2 separate regions of the Gossypium hirsutum genome follow, and region 1 is linked to region 2. A link is a contact called in public Hi-C data. All regions are on one chromosome and are shown on one strand. Each heading gives the region's core, a stretch centred on a gene start, on an enhancer-like site or on the middle of the called end of the contact. The rest is flanking DNA. Distances are from core to core; before and after follow the strand shown. Region 1 has its middle 130 kb from the start of LOC107918013. Region 2 holds the start of LOC121230916.

Region 1 (6,885 bases), core at 299-2,798, 290 kb after region 2:
GAAGAAGGTAAAGAGTAAAGGTGGTGCCAATGGAGAAGGGGCTTTTGTAATAGTGGAGCCATCAAAATTCAAGACTGTTGGTGAGAAGACTACATTGAGGCAGGATTTAGGAAGTGCTATTCAAATTAGGGCTTTCCAGAGAATTACAAGATTGAGCCGTTGCAATGTAGATCTTTTGAAGAAGGAAATGAATGAAATTGATGTACCAGTCTCCTACTCTGGTGGCGGAGGTCCTCAGAAATCCATTCGTAAGCCTAATTTGGAAGGAATTCTACGCAGATTACTTCGTTTTCTAAAACCTGAAACCTTTCAAGGAGCTGTCAAAGCTATAAACGAGAGTATCCTCTCTGTCTTGGATGAAACAGGATCAGGCAGGGTGGACTTGGGCATTTTTTATGCTGTTCTTGCTCCCATTTGTAATGGACCTCCAAATAAACGAAAAAGGATTGCCTTTGATGCACTCTTATGGCGGCCAGTAAATGAGGGTAGTTCTCAGATTAGAAAGGTGGATGCTGTACAGTACATCAAATTGTTGAGGGCTATTTATGTTCCTTCTCATGGAATTAGTGAAATCCTGGAAGTTCATGGAGAAACAGATTCCTCAATGGTATCTTTCAATGAATTTCTTACCATGTTCGATGATCCTGATTGGGGATTTGGTATCATGTCCACTCTGTTGAAGTTAGAAAATGGAGATAGGAACCGTCATGGGCGCCGGGTTTGTGCAGTTTGCCGTTACCCAGTTATTGGTTCTCGCTTTAGGGAAGTGAAGTCTCATTTTAGTCTATGTAATCAATGCTACAGTGAGGGCAAAGTTCCCCCTAGCTTTAAACAGGATGAATATAAATTCAAAGAGTATGGAAGTGAAGCTGAAGCGATGAAAGATAAGTGCATGTACTTTACTTTGCAATCCTACAAATCTCCGTTACTAGTTGGTTTATAGTCATTTTACTCAGCATGTACCATTCCATTGTGTTATTTTAGTCATCTAGTGTGCATTGTGCAATATATAGTTTCATCCAAATGTGTTCAGTGGGCATCTTGCTCATGTACAATAAACCGTTTTCAAGCGCCCGGATTCTTAACAGTTGCTGTAGAGATCATTTTTTAACTGTTCAATGTATCATCATCTTCTGCTTTGTTTATGGTAATGTTGAATTTGTTTGGAGATATTCATTGTTAAATGAAGAAAGATGTTAGCTTATTCTTTGGGGTTGGGGGTGTTCTAAGAGTTTGATTCGTGTTCGTAGGCATACCATGGGATTTCAATATCTTGGTTTGTTTTACTTGGTCTGCTTAGTGACCAGGATAGTGGGGAGTCTCCAGGTTGTGAAAGTTGGGACCATGTGACTTGGCACCATCATTAGCTGGGACTTGCTGGATTACAGGTAACATGGTTGGTTGACTGACTTTATCTAAATTTACCCCAAATTTCCTCCCTTCCATTTCAATTAATCTTTGATCAGGGATCTGGAAATGATCAATCAAATACTGAGTGGGTCTTAATTGGATGGATAATGAGGTGAAATACTGAGGTCTGTATGACTGAATACGAGGTCAAACCAACCACGAAAATAATAATAGCCTTTTTGTTTGTTTCAGTCTGGGCATCCAAATGCATAATTCCAAAAACTGAATGCTTGGTTCCAGCTTTTTATCATGACGATCTCCACTAAGGAAATTTGTCACAAAGCACACAGATGGAAAGCCTTTGTACATTAAAACAGTCACATTGCACACATCAATAAGACAAAGTCATTAATATTTTATTTATTTCTATCCAAAACGTGTCTCAATGATCTCTTATAAAGCATATAACATGATTATATGAATAATTCTAAAATTTAATTATCAATATATCAAATTTTTTTATATGAACTAGAATTCATCGCACTTTGTGGATTAAAAAATATTTTTTAAAATAAGTTATATTTTTTTTAAAAAAATAAAGTAATAGTTTTTAAGTAAATAATTATTTTTAATACTATAATTTATTAAGATTCAAAAGGTTTAAATTTATCTATGCACATTCACGTTCAAAATATATAATTTAGAAAAAAAAAGAAGAAGAAGGAAGTTACGAAGAGTGAATAGCGTTTCAAATCAAAATTTAAAATTAAAGTATATAAAAATACCTTATTAAATTATTATTTAGGGGTTAATATATATAGTTGGACTTGAATTTGGCAATTAATTTTTGGTATCTAAATTTTTAGACTTAATTGGTATCTACATTTGAAAATTATAAATTAACTTGATACTTTTTTTTAGGTACATGATTAACACTATTAAAATATAATCACTCACCACCAATGTCATGGTGACATGTGGTAGTCTCGTATTTAAATATATATTTTTAATTTTTGCCACATGTCAAAATATGATATTGTCATATGGCATATGCTATTGGTAGTTAATGTCATATTTTAATGCTGTTCGTTAGGTACCTAAAAAATGTATCAAGTTAGTTTACGATTTTCAAGTTTAGATATCAAGTAAGTATAAGTTGCCAATTCAGGTACCTCCGAATATATTAATCCTATTATTTAAGGTAAATTATACTAGTAATCACTCAATTATTAGTCTTTTTTTTGTCACCTAACTATGAAAAGTTAAAAAATGATCACCCAACTTTTCGATTTTTTTTCTTTTTTAGTCACCAATCGTTAAATGGCTAATAAAAGTTAATGCAGTAGCTTTAGAAAATTGATATAATAATAACTTTAACTCTCAACATTTATCCACTGTGTCAATTTAATCTTAATTCTAAAAAATCAAACTCTCAATGTTTACACATGTAATTTGATCATTTTGTAGTTTTGCTTTTCTTTGTGACCCTTTTCGACATTATCCTTGCGTTTGATTCAATGAGCAACAAGAAACAAAACAACTCAAATTTTGAAAAAAAGGTGAAGCTAATTCAATTGCTTGAAAAAAAAATACCTGCTTCACTTATTCAATCCAATTGTAAGTCTAACAACTTTAAGAGAATAATTTTTTTAAGCTTTGATTTGCTTCATTAATGGCAGTCAACTCAAGCTAACAAAAAATAAATTAATTCATTGAGAGATATCAAGTTCTTAGTCATTTGAAGTATAAGGAAAGCAATGTATTTGAGGATTGTCTAGTTTAATAATAGATGAAGTTTTTCTAAAAAAATATTTTTGCTTTTATTTCTAGTTTACTCATTGTGTATTAAATTATATTTTCATGTAAAATATAGGATACAATTAAGAAATGTGTAAATATTGAGGGCTAAATTTTTAAAAATTAAGTAAATGTTGAAGGCTAAATTTGTTATTATGCCCATTTTAAAAATTGCCATGTCATCTTTCCATTACCAATTTAACAATGGATGGCTAAAAAAAGAAAAAGAAAATCAAATAATTGGATAACCATTTTGTAACTTTTCATAATTAGATGACTATTAATGTAATTTATCCTAAAATTTGGAAAATAAGGCCTTTAGGCTGTATTATTATTTTTATTTAGGCCTTTAGGTTGATTTTTATTTTAATTAGGGAAATAGGCCGGTTTTAGGAGAGAGAATGTGAAAGCGCGCCCAACTAGACGCCCTTTCCCACAACAGTAACTTTAATGACTTTTTAACTGTTGTTTGTGCCAAATGGTAAAAAAAATTAAAAATCATAACGGTTACTTTTTTAACCCTATAAATACCCCCTAAATTTCATTTTTTTTTCATTCATATCCTTCTTTTAAACTCTCTTAAGCTTTTTATTCAAATTTTATTTATATTTTTATTTAAAAATAATATATTTTTAATTATATCGTATTTTATTCGTTCGGATCAATTTCTCAAGAATGGACGCCTCTCTAATCCGTTTCGATGACAACCATATTTCTGCTGCCCAAATAGCAACAGTAATTGGTTATTTTTATATTTTCGTTATTTTTAATTATGTTAATTTTTTTCGATAAATCTAAATATTTTTTTAATGTTGTAAATAGGCGGACGATCGTGTGCTAGAGGCATTCATACATACTACAAGGGAGCCTTTGATTACTGAAATTCATGGGTACCTACAATAGGCTGGATTCTTATGTGCGTCTCACAGGCAAGAGGGCTACAAACTCGATCCCATATTAATCAGCCTGTTGGTGGAAAGATGGAGGCTTGAAACACACACTTTCCACCTTCTATGCGGCGAGTGCAGAATCACACTCGAGGACGTAGCATTACAGCTTGGTCTGCCGGTGGAAGGGCTAGTCATCATAGGGTCAGTGGTGGTTTCGGGGAAAGTGGACCTCTGCACGACAATGTTGGGGAAGGTCTCAAATAGGTTCGAAGATGGTTGAATATCAACCAACTAGTTGGAGAAAAATTTCAATAAACTTTCCGAGGATGCAATGGAGGTGGTCATACAGCAATACGCCTGAGCATTCATCATGAGGTTAATTAGGGGCATTTTAATGCCTGATAAATCTAGAAAATTGGTGCACATAAGGTGGCTTCTACATCTAATGGACTTTAGTGAATGCACAAAACTAAGTTGGGGATTTGCCGTATTGTCTACGTTATACCGGGAGCTTTCTCGTGCAACACAACAGGATAAGATATCGATCGGTAGTTGCTTGTTGTTGCTGTAGTCATGGGCTTGATGGTGAATACTATTTTTACGTCCTAGAGTCACAGACTCATACGTGTTCCCGTTGGTAATGAGGTAAACATAATTTATCAATAAATACGTAGTTTATGTAGTAAATGTTTTTATTTATTATATGTTTCACCTAATATATCGCTTGTGCTAGTGGAACCATTGGTTGAGTTATGTCGGACTGCTTGACGAGTTGGAAGACGTTAGGCTACTGTTAGATCAACGCTCCAAAACCGAGGTTAATTTCCTATCCTTTTTGAACCTATATATTTATGCAATGATTCGTTAAAAAAATTAGTACATAACAATATTGACAATTTATGTTTTTCAGTTTGAATGGAAGTCGTATGCCAACTTCGAGATCATATCTTGCATCCCATTGGAAGTGTTGGAAAATCGAGAGATATAAAACGTAAAGGTGGCGTTGGTAGTGTATGCGATAGTGGAAATGCACGAATTAGACTGGGTTCTATGGTAGTTCGGGGGTAGGCAACGAATTTCACTGCCATCGCGAGACGTAAAGGAACTACACAAGGTGGACATGCTGAGGAAGAACGACGAAGACTGGGCGGAGAAGCATAAGGAGCACATCCAAGCTTAGGATCGTAGGATGGAATCTACAATCACTCGCAAACCATTTTTCTTGGCAGACATAGTGATGATCGATGATAACTTGACATGGTTTAAAGTCATCGGCAAGCCGTATCTGTTACCACCAGAGGCAAAGAGTAGGCAAATTCAGCCAAAGAGGCAATGTCGATTGCTACAACAATGTAGGAAGGGATGCGGTCGCCCGGCGAGTTCGTCATTGGCTCCATCAAAAGATGCACCACCTATGGCTACGTAATATCTGCGTCAATTCTCTCAACTTATTCCCCTTCAATTCACTAGCGCTATGTATTTTTTACAAGCACTATCGCACTATAGATCATTGCCGCACGTGGCTGGTTCTTCTGTTCTAGTAGGTTCATATTTCGAGGCACAGATGCCCCCCGTATACTACCCCCATGCTGATGACGATGCTAAGCCTCGTATGCACCTCCACCAACGATGACACCGATGTAGATGCCCATACATCAGTCAATGCCAATGTCGATAGCCAGTTAATGTCAATGTACTTAGGATTTTGGGAACTTTATGGTTAAATGCCTATAGTGACCCAAACACCGCGCGCAACACAATTTTACCTGAGTGGCTTATCGTCGCAACCACCATGTGCGGGAGTGAAGAATACTCGAAGGGCGGCGAGAACGACGCAATAATTGACCATAGTGGAAGATGATGACGCTGTCGATCTAGAAAATACAATTGCCCAAGAGGCCATGAGAGGTTCATATTCAGGCGATAATGAGGAGGAGGAGGAAGTATACAGGCCCGCACTTCCAGATACACCTCTGGTTGCACCTACTGTTGAACCTTCAGTTGTATGCCTGGTTCTATAGAGGAATCCTGCACGCAACCGTTGTCCACCACCTTGCAATACACATTCTCCCTGACGATGAGTGTGATGCATTTTTGGTTATAGATATTGTGATGTAAATAAAAATGTAATAAATAAAGAATAGTTTGTTTTTACAAAACAATTATCTTAGGTGTTATACATTATTAATTATTACAATTAGTATACAGTCTCTATTTGAGCAATACCTTTGTCTTTTCATTACTTATGCGTAAGTTAACAATAAATAAAAAATTTAACCAAAGTGAATACACGAAGCACACTAATGAATATGAAATTCCATTAAAAGTAATGTTATTGACGCTGGAGCCCTAACTATCCCTGTACAGAGAACATGTTGTCTTTGTATGCTCTAGGTATTTACAATACCCGTATAATTTTTATTGATTGTCCCTCTCCTGAATATCCATATTGTTCTTTATCCGAGTAGAATGGGCGACCTTTCGGAACTTAACATAGGTCTTTGTTTGGCACCAACTCGAATAGCGTACTGGACACAGGTGGCCACATACTCTTGTTTGGGACTGTTAGGAATTTAGGACTCCACACACTACAAATGCGTTGTAATGCTTTAAACTCTTCTTCAAAACGTTTAGAACATTTTCCAACTCGCCTTCAAGGTTTTCCTTTGCAAACAGACCTTTCTTAGCTCTAACATAATAAGCTTCATCATCCCTCAGTCATATAATTTCTTTCCAATCTTCTCTATATCTTCATTATAAACCATTCCCGTTCTTAAAAATTTCAATGGGTAAAAATATTTGGCTTACATTTAAGGTATTCTTGAGTCACCGGTAATGCAATATTGCT
Region 2 (6,714 bases), core at 595-3,094:
AAAAGTTAATTTTGGAAAGAGTTGTGCATTTCTTAATCACATTAAGAATGATTCTTGTTCACCACATAATAATACCATGAAATCTTGTGTGGATTTGATGAAGAAATCTGGGCATATTGGCAAAGTAATGCATCAATAAAGTTTACAACAAGGTTTGCATAATAGATTTTGAGTTAAGACTTCTATAGATTGTATGTAATGACTTGCATTTCAAGCTTGTGCTTTTAGAGGTTATGATGAGACACTTGATTGTAAGAAGATTCGTAGAGATATTGGAAACTCAAAATTTTGCATCATTGTTAATGAAGCTCGTGATGAATCGAAAAGAGAACAAATGACTCTTGTTTTGAGATTTGTTGATAGAGATGGCTTTATTAGGGAGCATTTCTTCGACCTTACTTATGTTAAAGATACATCATCATTAACTCTTAAGAATGAAATATGTGTTATTCTCTCTCGTAATAGTCTTGATGTTCAGAATATTTGTGGTTAAGGTTACAATGGGACTAGTAATATGCGCGGGGAATGGAAAGGATTGCAAGCATTATTTCTCAATGATTTTCCTTCAGTTTATTATGTGCATTGTTTAGCTCATTGCCTACAATTGGCTTTTATTACTACATCTAGAAAGGTACATTATGTTCATGAGTTTTTTAATAATTTAAGTTTCATTATCAATTTTGTTGATGCCTCTTGCAAATGTTATGAAAAAATACATGCTGCCAAAGAAGCTAAAATTGCAAGCATGTTAGTTATTAATGAGCTTAGGACTGGAAAAAAGTGCAAATCAAATTTTAAAACAAGCTAGAGATACTCATTGAGGTTCTCATTTTTATTCTATATGCAGTCTTATAACAATTTTTTATGCAACTTATTCTGTGCTTAAAAATATTAAAGTTGAATGATCTACTTATTCTCAATGAGGGGATGCTAGTATTGCATACAAGTTAATTCAATCATTTGAGTTCATTTTTATTTTGCATTTGATGAAAGAGACCATGGGCATTATTGATATACTACGCCAAGCTTTGCAACAAAAATCTCAAAGCATTTTAAATGCCATGAATTTGGTTTCAAGTACAAAGATGTTCATTCAGAATTTAAGAGAAAATGGTGGACTAGTTTGCTTATAGATGTGTTGTCATTTTTGTGAAAAACGTGATTTGAGTGTTCCTAATTTTGAATGAACAATATTTTGAAAGTAGACGTTAACAACACCAACAAAGTTAGATAAGAAAAGAACACCATTATCATTTTGACATATTCAATGAAGTAATTGGTTTTGAGTTGCAAAAGTTGAATAACAATGGCTTAGGCTTATTTTGCAATCCTCAGTATGGAAGGTCTTTAATCACTTGTATATTTTTTTTTTGAAGATTTAATTATACTTAAACTTAGATTTAGTCACATTTTTTGTATTTTACTGTAACACCATTAAAAATTGATCACATGATACTAGCAGTCAATCACATTATAATAAGTAACAACTCTTCTCATGATACGTAATAAACATAAATTAAAATTAAAAAATTAAAAAATATAAATTAATAAAAAAGTAAAAAAAAAAACATTTTCCCGTTAAGAATAAATCTAGAGAATGGTTGTTTATATTTAGATATGTTTTTTTAGTAATTTTATTTTAACGGTGTATCCTTCACTTTATTTTTGTCTAACAAATTAATTAATATATTATAGATTTTGTATTTTTATACCATGCACAATTTTTCTTTCGAATGATGGTATTTGCTGACCTTAATAAATATTATTCTTTTTTATAATATTTACATTATTTTCATAAAAAATAAAAATATTTATACATATAAAGTAAGAACATTTCACAGAAAGATTGAATAAAAACGGTGCGCTTTAGGTCCTTTTGAGTTATTTGGCGCTGAATGGCCTTTCGGAGAGACGAAAAGCCACTCCAAGTATCCTGAATCTCCCAGAAACCAATCCCATTAAAAAGAAAAAATCCTTTTTGAGTTATTTTCTTTTGCAACAATGGGAGCATCATCTTCGACGGAGCAGCCGGTATCGGCGGAGCAACGGGAGTTGGAAAACATCGCCGCTTCAACGGGAGCTCTTCCTTTGCTTCAAAAATCCTTCTCAAACCTCTCTGACCCTCAAACCAACGCAATCTCCATCCAAGCACTTCAGGTAATCTTAATTTATTCAACAATCTTCGTTAATTTCATCCATTCACTTCATTTCATAATAGATAATACCCTTTCTTTCTTTTTTCTTTTTCTTTTTCTTTTTCTTTTTCTTTTTACATTGGTTCCAGCAATGTTTTCATTTATGTTACGAAGACCCAGTTTGCGAATCACAGCAAAAGCCAGAGTCTTTCCCTAGGTTGTTGGATCACTTGGGATCATCGATTGTAGACTTATTTTTCTTGTCTGAAAAAGGTGGCATAAATTGGTTAGGGTTTCTAGGTGGTTACATGAAGTGCTGTGGGAGAATGTCTACATCAATGTCTCTTAATATATTGTTGAGAATATTTGCTATGGCAGTGAAAAAGTTGGGGCTTTCTTCGAATTTGGAGTTCGAACCGGATGCTGCTGATTGCAAGATCAATGGGTCTTTAGTACCCTCTGATCTGCTTCTTCTTCTTTGGATGTGTTGGGCTATGTTGTGGAATGTTAGGACCTTGAAATCTTCTGAAAGGAAAGGGAATCTATTATTGCCTGCTATTAATCATTTGGTGTTGTCTGCTGTTGTTGCATGTGCTGAAGTTGATAGCAGCTTTGATTTATGGAATTGTGATATAGTAGGCTTGGATGTTCAACTTCCCGTTGGAAAGTTTCTTAATTGGGCAATAACCACGGCGCCAACACTTTCAGACTGCCTTACACAATATGTTAATAGAAGACTTCAAATCTCGGTTCTTGCGGAGGTGCTGTATTTCAATTCATTGTAAGACCTGAACAAAATTGTTCGGTTGTTCAGTGTCTGCTTGTGTATGTGTTTACCTGACATCTAATATGTATTTTCTTTTGCATATTTGATGTGCCATTATTATGAGAATATCCATTGATTCAATTGTGAGAATCACTAGTTAGGTATTTTTGCTTGATGAATTGCAGGATGAAGCAGGATCTTCAGAATCTATTTCAGGAGATATGTCTCCAAACGCATCTCAAGCTTTACTTTTAACACGTGGAAGGGCATGGGCGATTTCCCTTGCACCTAGAAGCACCATTACTGAAGAAATTTTGAAGTTATGCTTTTCTGCTGATATTGTTGGAACTGATGAAAATCTTCTTTATCGGTTTGTCATTTCCCCTTTGATGTTATGATCCATTAAGTGTCAATGCTCCTAGTAGTCTTTTCAAGATAAGAGTGCATCTTTTCTCCGGGTTTCCTTTAACCTGTGTTTGTAACTTAATAATTTTACGTATTTATTCGGTTGTTTGTGACTTTGTAGGTCCTCTACTCATGGAAAAGGCTTGAACAGATTCTGGTCGAATGTCGAAGGTTATCATGGTCCATTACTTGTTCTCATATCTGCTAATTCAGAAGATGCCTATCAGGATAATAACAAAGCCAGGAAATGGATCATAGGAGCACTTACACAGCAGGGTTTCGAAAATAAGGATACATTCTATGGAAGCTCGGGGAACCTATATGCTATAAGTCCGATCTTCCATGTATTTTCACCTTCAGGTATGTAATCAAACAAGAGGAAATATGCCAATGGTCAGATTTTGTCCGTCTTTTATTCCTTGGAGGGTGGAGGGGCCTGTGGAAGGGGGCAAGGGACATGCATAGAGGATGTTAGGATCCATTCCTTGCCTGGCCTATGTAATCAAGTTTCTGTTGGGCCATTTTCTTTTTCGGTGGATGACTTGGTGAATATAATTAATCATAAAATTTTAACAGGGAAAGAGAAGAACTATGTATACAGTCATTTGTACCCTACAGGAAGAGTTTATGAATCTCATCCAAAGCCAGTGGGAATTGCATTTGGAGGAACCACTACAAATGAGAGGATATTTATAGATGAGGATTTTGCAAAACTAACCGTTCGCCACCATGCAATGGACAAAACTTACCAACCTGGTTCCCTTATCCCAAACCAGGTGCATAGGATACAACTTTAATATCCAGTTCTCTTAATAAATGCAGAATCCTATGAACCTGTTATTTGATGCTACAGTGTGTAGTTTATACTACCAATTAGTCTTTTGTCTCTTCTAATCTGAACCCTCATGAGAATTTTAACTATCATGACCTGCTATATTTTTTCAACATGGAAAGGAACTGATATGAGGTTTTTCCTCGAGTGTCTGAAAGGTCGGTACTGAACTTTGAAATGATTTGGTGCAGGGATTCCTCCCAGTAGAAGCTTCGATAGCAGAAGTCGAAGTATGGGGACTTGGTGGTAAGACTGCAAAGGAAGTCCAGGATTCGTACAAGAAAAGAGAAGAACTTTTTACTGAGCAAAGAAGAAAGGTAACCAAAACCCTCTAAAAATTTAAGTCAATTTCAAACCGCCTGAAGTGTAAATGTTGAGTTGCAAGGCTTAAGCATGGGAGCTGCGTGTGTACAGGTTGACTTGAAAACATTTGCAACATGGGATGATTCGCCTGAGAAGATGATGATTGATATGATGGGTGATCCCAACAGAGTTCAGCGAGAAGATCGCTGAGCCATTCACTCCAACGTTAACCATCATTTAATACTATAGTTTTCTTGCTTTGGTAATAATAATAGGTTTGGCCATTAGTCATGTGGATCATCTGTAACTATTTCGAAGAGATACGTCAATGAGAAAACAATTTCTTCGTTCTGTTGCACATTGGTTGTATAAATTTTTAGTCTCTGAATTTTTAGTCTTTTCACGTTTAGTCTCAAAATTTGTTCGCTTTTTTTTTTTTTACTGAAATAATAATGTGATGCACTGATGCTTGAAATTGTGTTATTTCATCACATGAAATTTTTATGTAAAACAAACTAAATTTTCATGATGTGGTATTCTCATTTCACTGTGAAATTAAGAAAAGTTATGAGATTAATACGGATAAAAATATTAGATCAAATTGAAGAAAGTTATTAAATTTTGGAACTAATAAAGTTTTTTTAACCGCTTGGGGAAATTGGGGCCTCTTTCTATCGCTTTACTCGCCTATTCTGTGTATGCAACATACTGCGGGGGTTTGTCGCTGTTCCCTTCTTCGACAGTCGTCTTCCAAGATTCAAATAAAAAACGTAGTCTCCAACAACATTCACATTAATATACCGCTATTATAACAGAACATTTAAGGTATTCATATGTAGCCTATGGGGCAGCTCAATTGCTTTTTATCGCAGCAACTTGAAAATAAAATATGATTTTGGAACATTTTTAGGTGTATAATATTTATAAATTTAAGTGCATAACATCTTTTAAATAGTTTTAAGGAATATATATATTGTATATAAAATTATAAAAGCAGTACGTAATGAATTGAAGATGCGTTTGCATGTATGTTATATATAGGGGACTAACATTATCAAATTTGGATCAAAGCAAGGAAGAACAAGAAAACCACCAAAAAGAAACGCCGTCCCAGAAAATATATCCCCAAGTGATGGTAAGTAATTCATCAAATGGTGGACGGAAGACGCAAAAAATAAAAGGAAAAATCAAGGAAGGTGAAAGCTATAATTGAACTACTTGAAAAAACAAGGCATACTAGTATGTTTTCAACTGCCTATCTCTATCCATTTTCATTCTCTTTGCATTAGGGGCGTCGGGAATACTATTGCCCCTGTTCTGGGAGGATGTATCATGTTGGTACGTACAATTGGCGCCATTCCTGCATCCCCTGGAATTGTTAAAGTAAACACAAGGCTTCATTATCCTCAGCTTCGAATCTCTTGACCTCGGGTTATTTATTACTTCTTGGCTGGGTCTTAACTGTTGATTGTATCGGTTATTGAACTTCTGGCCTCCTACTTGACTTTCTCCTCCATGCTGTTGAATCAAGTTCTTGTAATAGTTTACATCCTTCTTTTGGGGAAGTTCCATTGCAAGTGAATGTGAAATTGGACATACACCAGGAACCAAACCATGTATATTTGAGGCTCCAATTCCAACCCCATTTAAATTGCCGTAAAACGCTCCACCATTTTCTGTTCTACTGATGTAAGCTGCAGATGGAGGCATGTCAAACGATGGTACCAAATTGGTTGATGTTATAGGTAAGCTTTGTGCACCTGAAGCCACTTCATGCTCTGTAACTAATTTCTCAATCAATTTGGGGTTGCTGAGAATTTGGACGAGCAAGTCAGGATCAATCATGTTTCCATTTTCATTGCTTTGATTTATTGCTGTAAAGGCAGCAGCTGTTGGTTTCTCATTGGTAGGAACACTTGAAATAATTGGTATACTGCAATTCAAATGAGGTAAAATATCCAACAACTGAGGCTGGAAACTAGTGGAGGCACCGAACGGTGCTAAGACATTCGATTGTGTTCCGATTGCCGCATCCTCGTCTTCAATGGGAGTGATGGGTATTTGAGGAGTTTGCTTATCATCATAGTGACAGTATGCCATGTCAGCTGAGACAGAAGGACTGCATAATAAGAAGGAAAGTTAGGGACAGGGCAAATTAAAACTCTAAGGGAAGCAGTTCTTACAAAATCCACCCCCCTCAAATTAAAAGAAAAAGGGAAGTATCAAACTTAGTAGGAATTGCAGATGGGCGTGGATAAACAGCTTCAAGTACT

What was found. A called contact is a pair of places that touch in the nucleus more often than the background predicts.
Region 1: a Hi-C map of leaf shows a contact between it and region 2, with 2.2 times the contacts expected there. The contact joins the enhancer-like site here to the promoter of LOC121230916 in region 2. A contact is called at or near these places in 5 of 34 Hi-C or Micro-C datasets (callus, hypocotyl and leaf).

What each region holds. Positions count from the first base shown.
Region 1 is chrA01:23,152,308-23,159,192 of Gossypium_hirsutum_v2.1, forward strand. It overlaps the pseudogene LOC107918004. Among protein-coding and RNA genes, the nearest start is that of LOC107918013, 130 kb to the left of the region's middle. Within about 2 kb of position 1,549, at least 6 of the 9 cell types and tissues checked have an H3K27ac peak or open chromatin away from gene starts, as enhancers often do. A contact at or near this core is called in leaf, where this site is marked.
Region 2 is chrA01:22,859,992-22,866,705 of Gossypium_hirsutum_v2.1, forward strand. LOC121230916 reads left to right here and starts at 1,845. Exons shown (of 7, transcript XM_041116465.1): 1 at 1,845-2,157; 2 at 2,285-2,896; 3 at 3,087-3,271; 4 at 3,428-3,666; 5 at 3,883-4,082; 6 at 4,330-4,455; 7 at 4,553-4,799. The coding sequence starts at 2,002. The coding sequence ends at 4,651. It overlaps LOC121202977 (zinc finger CCCH domain-containing protein 6), which reads right to left. Exons shown (of 4, transcript XM_041116467.1): 3 at 6,670-6,714; 4 at 5,446-6,560. The coding sequence ends at 5,678.